2 separate regions of the Pan troglodytes genome follow, and region 1 is linked to region 2. The links are chromatin contacts, called in public HiChIP or PLAC-seq maps. All regions are on one chromosome and are shown on one strand. Each heading gives the region's core, a stretch centred on a gene start, on an enhancer-like site or on the middle of the called end of the contact. The rest is flanking DNA. Distances are from core to core; before and after follow the strand shown.

Region 1 (3,188 bases), core at 642-3,141, 350 kb after region 2:
TCTTTTCAACAGCCCTCTTTTGCCTGCTCAACCGCCAGCCTCCCAGTTCAGTGATCCCAGGAAGAATCAGAGTCTTGTCTGCTCATGATGATTTGCTTCCAGTCTGCACCAGGTTAAATCACACCTTAAACTTTATCAAACTTTTGGAGTCTAAAAGCAAAAGCAACTCACAAAGTGCAAAGGTTGGCATAACTAATTTATTCATATGAATCAGAAAGAATTTAAAGAAGAGGAACCAAATATGGTAAAACGAGGGGCGGGGCGGGGCGAGGGGGGAAGCAGTTGATTTAAAAAATTGAGAAAAGCAAAACATGTTTTGCCTGGCTTTGTAACTAAAGAAGACTGCCAAAAATGGTCTGCAAAGGTGTAAGAATCAAAAAGCATCTCCAGTGTTCTACCTTCACCAGAAACATGCAAGGAATTTCCTAGGATGGAATTATGGAAAAGATCCCCTTCAGGCCTTCATTTGCTCATTCATTGCTAGTCATGGTGCTAAATATGGGAGATATAAAATGAGTATGGCATGGCCCTGGCCTCAAAGCTTACCCTCAGTGGGAGATACAGCAACTGTGCCGTACGCTGATCTGTGAAAGGCACCAGAAAATAAATGTAAAAACCATACAGTGGATGCACAAAGGGGAGAGTGGTCAACTCTGTGAATCTAATAAAAATAATTCACAATAAGCACATAGCGATGTTCCGTGAGTCCCGTCCCCACCCCATCCTCTATAGCCAACCCCTAAGAGAAACGACAGGTGAGCAGGGCGCAATCCAAGCTGGGCTCTAATTAAATGTGTGCCCTAGAGCAACTCCTAGCACTACTCAGAGCCTCCGTTTCTCTCCCTGTAAAAGCCAGGAACCCTGCTCAACTATGAAGTCCATTTCTGCTCTGAATTAAGAAATAGAGGAAAAAAAAAAAAAAACCAGAAAGGAAACTCACGAAAAACAAAAGTGAAAGTGCCTGAAGGGAACCCAGTAGTAAACAAGAGTACAAAATTCTGTATCTCACCGGAAAACAGTGGCAGAGTTCCCAAATATTTTTTTTTTCAGCAACTGTGAACTTCGGAAAGAATGAAATGTCTACCACTCCCTTTGAATGTGAAAAGATCAGTGTAACACGAATCCACCTTGCTCTATGCAACTGTCTTCTGAAACAATCCTCTGACCCTGAACACCACTTATTTAAATAAACGGTTCTTAAATCAATCAATCCGTAGTGAATGGTCCATCCCCACAAAACCAATCCCCATTGAAGACCACACCAAGGTGTGCCCCACTTTGGGAAAAGGGGGAAAGCGGGGGTAGAGAAAGAGGGGAAGGATTGGAACCAACATTAGATTGTGCCTGGTGTTGCCACGCGGTTGTCATAAACAACAGCGTCGAAGCAAACTGTTTTAAAACTTAGAAAATACGGCGGCCTTTAAACTCTATTATGTCCCTGCTCATGGCAATAGTGGGACTTCTCTGAACGTAGCCCACAACGGTACAGCCGCCCGGGAGGGAAAGCGAGCTCTGGGGCGGACAGGCGAGTGAAGGCAGCCAGAGGAGGGGAGCAGGCTGACAGCTCCCCCAGCTTCCGCGGCGCGTGGGGGGGCCAGGACGGGCGACCGCCACAATCAGAGGGTGCGAGCTGGACCCACCGGAGCCACTGGTCTCCAGGGTGGGAGGATGGATGCTGCCTGTCCGCTGCCGGAGCCTCCTTTCTCCCAGCAGAGGAGGGAGGGCGCGCGCACGTACACACACTCTCACACACACACACGCACGCACACACATCCTTCCCCTAGAGTTGTGTCTCGTCTCCCTTTTGTTTTTCTCCCTTCCCGGTCATGAGACCCGGAAGTTTTTTTTTTTTTTTTTAATCCCGTCTCTCTCCCTTTTCCAACCCCCCCGCCATCTATCACATGGCAGAGATAGAATAAAAACAGAAAAATGGCGACGGTCACGTTGTGGCGAGCCTTGCTGCGTCATTAGATAATCCTCATGCAAATAGCGGGAAGAACAAAGGAAGGGGGGCCCGGGACCCCCGGGGGCGCAGGTGGGTGTGGGGGCGGCGGCCGGGCGCGGGGGCGGCGGGACGCGCGGGGCCGAGCGCCCGCGGGAGGCGTGAGGCGGGAGGCGGGAGGCGGGCTGCGTGGGGCGTGCGGCCGCGCGGGGCTCGGGGCGCAGAGTGTGGACGTCCGAGTGCGCGCCCGTGCGCCGCCGTGGAGCGCTGGCTGCTGCGCTCCCGGCCCCGTCTCGCGGCGCGTCGGAGCCGGCCTGGGGGCGCGGGAAGCCGTGGGGCGCACAGAGCGGCTCCGGCGAGGCTGGCCGCGGCGCACACGCACACGCAGCCGTGGGGCTCGGCCCGCTAGGCATCCGCACTGGGGTCTGGGGGCGGGCCAGGCGGCGCCGGGGGCCGAGGGCGCGCCACTGCCCAGCGCCTAGCGCCTGCCTTCAGCCTCCTCCGGGGACCGCACGCAGTTCGCCACCTCGGGGTAGGCGGCGGGGCGCGGGGGCGGCGGCGCGGGGCGGGCCGGGCCGGGCCTCCGCACTCCGGGACCGACTCCGAGGGTGTTGCCGGACTGGGTTTGTTGTTGTTAGCGCGTGCGTGTGTTTTTCCCGAGGGGTAGCGGGGCGACCTCGCCCATGGGCATTTCCGCGGTTTTGCGCGGCCCTCGCTGGGGTGTCAGTGGCAACGCGGGGAGCCCCGGGCGCCCGGCTCGGCCCCCGGAGGGGAGCGGCGCGGAGGGGCGGGGTGTGTGTGTAAATGTTGCGCACTCGCTTTTCCCCCGCCCCCGCCCGCGTCCAGGGTGCTGGCGTGGGTCCCTCGCCGTCCGGCGGCGACTGTAAATAGAGCCTGGATGTTGTTTACATGAAGGATCCGGCGGGAGGAGTCTAAGAGGAGGAGGCGGCGGTGCCGGAGGAGGAGGAGGGAGGGAGGAGAGAGGAAGACCGGAGTCCCCGCGGCGGCGGCGGTCGGGAGAGAGGGCGAGCCCCGCGCGGCGCCGGGGACCGGGCGCTACCACGAGGCCGGGACGCTGGAGTCTGGGGTAGGAGGGAGAACGGGCACGGGGCGGGAAGAGGGGTCCGTCAGTGGCATTTTTAGCTTGCACCCTGCCACGCAGATTCTCCCCGGCCGGAGGGGAGGAGGGTGGAGGGAGGGCGGGGAAGCCTCGGTTTCTCTGCACGTTCGGGAACGCCTTCTCCCC
Region 2 (3,153 bases), core at 145-2,644:
TCCCTTAGTCCGTTTCCATTTCAGACTTCCTTTTTTTTCACTACATCACAATTTTCTAACACATTCACACATAAACGTGATCATGATTTGGTAGTTTCTGATCATGTGTAGTACTGAGACACTACTTTTCATCTGTTTTCGGCATTGGCTTCAAATGGATATATAACACAGTCGACACTCTTCAAGTAAACCATGTTTACTAAACTGATATTAAGTATAAAAGTCAGCCAGAAATAACGATAAAATGTCTGCTGCTAACAGCTCACATACTCGGATAAACTCATAGTGAACAGAGGCGTACTCGTATATATACCATCTACATGTTTATAGCAGATGTTAACTGGGGATATCTTTGGGTGCAAATTTCAAGGATGATATAAACGCCAATATAAAAACAAGTCATGCTACTCTATTCGACAGATTAGAAATGGAATGTTTTCCTACCAAAATACAGGAAGCCTTGCAAAAAACCTTTTCCGTCTCGCATTGCTCTGAAGCCATACAGATAAGAGACGCGGTGTTTTTACCAACTGCCCCATGCAAAAAACACATACTACACACACACTGCTTTCTTCTCTGTCCATAAACAGAGAAAACACCGAAGAAAGCAGTATTAAAATTACACGTAATCTACTCTCCACGACTGCGAGAAACACCGTCTTTCTGGGTGCTTTCCATTGACACCCGCCCGCGGTCAACTCTGCCCAGTTGGAAAAATCATTAGGAAAAAGAGGATTAAGTTTCCCAATGCTAAGAACGCTGGAGACAAAGGGTCCTTTGTGGCAAATAGGAAACTGCGGAGGAGCAGAAAACCAGAAGAAAGGCGTTAGGGTGGCGTCAAGAAGTGGAAACCTTGTTTAAAAACTCAGGAGGGGTGGAGGGCGCCGCTCTCGCCGAGGGCTCCGCCTGGGGAGGGGTCTGGTGCCGCCACTGGAGAGCAGGAAGGCCAGCGGCCTTGCAAAAAGGGCCAAGGCTCCCCCGAAACGCCGCTCCACCCACACCCCAAGGGACGAAGAGAGCGGTCGATCGCCTCCCGAACCGGAGAGGCGGGAAGGGTGGTGAGGCCGTTCCCCAACGGCGCGCGGAAGGCGCAGCCCCAGGCTTGACCGGAACGGAGGTGGCAACCCCACCACACGACGAGCGAGCCGGGGACCGCGATGTACCTTTAACGCCCGCCATGTCTCCCGAGCTGGGGCCGCGGCTGCTTCCGGCTTCCTGCCACGGCCCGGGCAGCCTGCGCAAGCCAGACCGGGAGTCGCCCCGCGGATCCCGAGCCCGCCCCGGCCACGCAGAGCCCCGCCCCCGCCGGTGCAGAACTCCGACCTTAGCTCGCAAACGCCGCGCCTGCTGCTCCAGACCCCGCCCCCACCACTCAGAACCCCGCCCCCGCCGGTGCAGAACCCCGCCCCCAGCTCGCAGAGGCCGCGCCTGATAGTTCAGACCCCGCCTCGCTACTCAGAGCCCCGCCCCTGACAGTACAGAGCTCCTCCCCTACCTCGCGGAGGCAGCGCCTGCGGCTCCAGACCTCGCTACCGCTACTCAAAGCCCCGCCCCAGACAATGCAGAGCTCCTCCCCTAGCTCGCGGAGGCCTCCCCCTGCCTGTCCCGCCCCAGCCCTCACCTGCCCAGAATTCCGCCCCCAACTCTCAGAGGCCGTCCCTGCTGGTCCCGACCCCGCCTCCGCCACCCAGAACTCCGCTTCTGCCAGTCTAGAACTCCGCCCCCAGCTCGCAGAGTCCATCTCCAGCCCCAAGGTCCCACCTGGTCCCACAGAGCTTTCCCAGAGTAACCCCAACCCAGTGCCCTGGGCCCTCCTCCTAGATCCTGAGCCCTCCAAGTAATCCTCAAGCCCGTTCAATGTGGGTTGGGACCTTGGCTCCGCCCCGACCGCGGGCCCAGAGTCTCTCCCCGGCCTCTCAGAACGCAGTGCACGCAGCGGGGGATCCTCCCTGAGCCTTCCTGAGAACGGAGATGTAGAAAGGGAGGAGAGGCAGGAGAGGGAAGGAGGGGAAAAGTTGCAATCGATGGGAGAGGGACACCGACTCACTAACCAGTGTTATGTTCCCTGAGCTCCCAAGTGCGTGCTAGTGTGCGAGTGTGTGCCTGTCTGCCTTCACATGACTGTGGCAGAGGAGAGGCGGGGTACCAGAGGACAGGCCCCTTAGGAAACACTCCTCGTTAAGAACTTGATATTTGCATAGGTTTGCTTTGCTTAATAGCAACGCTTTACTGAAACTAGCGGGGTTTTTCTTTACTCCCTGGTTTATTTATAGAGACGAAGACCATATAAGCTTTTGTGTCCGAAGCTTTCATGAACCTTAAAAAAAAATAATTTAAAAAAAAGCTATTATTTTTGTGCCTTGGGGCCTCAAAGTTTGCAGGTAACCAAGGCCAGTTTTTAGATCTCTGAGAGCCATTGTGTACTTATCTTACTCACAGGAATGGAGAGTTCTGTTTTGGCAAAAGCAATCTAGAAGATCATTGAAACAGTCTGGTCCAAATGCTTCATCTTACATTTAAGGAAAGAGGAGCAGAAAGGATAGGACTTGCCTGTCACACAGCTCTTTGGAGGAGGCTGGATTCTGGGCCACTTCCCCTCATTCTAGCTGAGATCCACTCTACCTGATGGTGCGGTCCCTCGTCTCTTGCTTTTTCTCAGTTTTCAAAAGGACTGAAAGACAAAGGAATCTGTGGAAACCTAGCTTCCCCTGGCTACCTGAGAAGTATAAATTCTCGCCACCATCATGTGTCGTGATCCTTGCTCAGTTTACTTTTTCAAAATTGCACATTGAGCATGTTACTGTTTCAAGAAATGTCTATTTGTTGATTCAGTGGAGTATTTTTCTAGCTGTCAGTTTATTTTTCTAGCTCCTCTCATTTCTCCTCATAGATGGATGGCACACTCACTGAAAACAGCATTGTAATACCTGACTCACTGCGGATGCTTGGAGATCCAATACTACAGTACAGCACTTTTTACTTTGGAGCCTTCAATCTACTCAAGAGCATTGGCAGTGTATGCCACTTTGGTTTAAGGATTATTTTGAGCTGAAGGCAATTAGGAAGAAGCAGATAGGTACAAGGTACTAGAAAAGCACTCTGCCCTCCCTCTATTTGCCAAAAAGCAGGATATAAGTTTACCAAGGTGTACCT

The links. HiChIP or PLAC-seq counts read pairs in DNA pulled down with a chosen protein or histone mark.
Region 1: a contact with region 2 is called in an H3K4me3 HiChIP or PLAC-seq map of stem cell-derived excitatory neurons, with 10 times the contacts expected there. The contact joins the promoter of JAK1 here to the promoter of LEPROT in region 2. A contact is called at or near these places in 2 of 7 Hi-C or Micro-C datasets (induced pluripotent stem cells and stem cell-derived neural progenitor cells) and 1 of 1 datasets of contacts at active chromatin or transcription factors (stem cell-derived excitatory neurons).

The regions. Positions count from the first base shown.
Region 1 is chr1:165,926,294-165,929,481 of NHGRI_mPanTro3-v2.0_pri, forward strand. JAK1 (Janus kinase 1) reads left to right here and starts at 1,892. Exons shown (of 26, transcript XM_063801056.1): 1 at 1,892-2,035; 2 at 2,858-3,029.
Region 2 is chr1:165,574,693-165,577,845 of NHGRI_mPanTro3-v2.0_pri, forward strand. It overlaps LEPROT (leptin receptor overlapping transcript), which reads right to left and starts at 1,395. Exons shown (of 4, transcript XM_009459949.5): 1 at 1,164-1,395. The coding sequence starts at 1,179. LEPR (leptin receptor) reads right to left here and starts at 1,182. Exons shown (of 20, transcript XM_001161937.6): 1 at 1,164-1,182.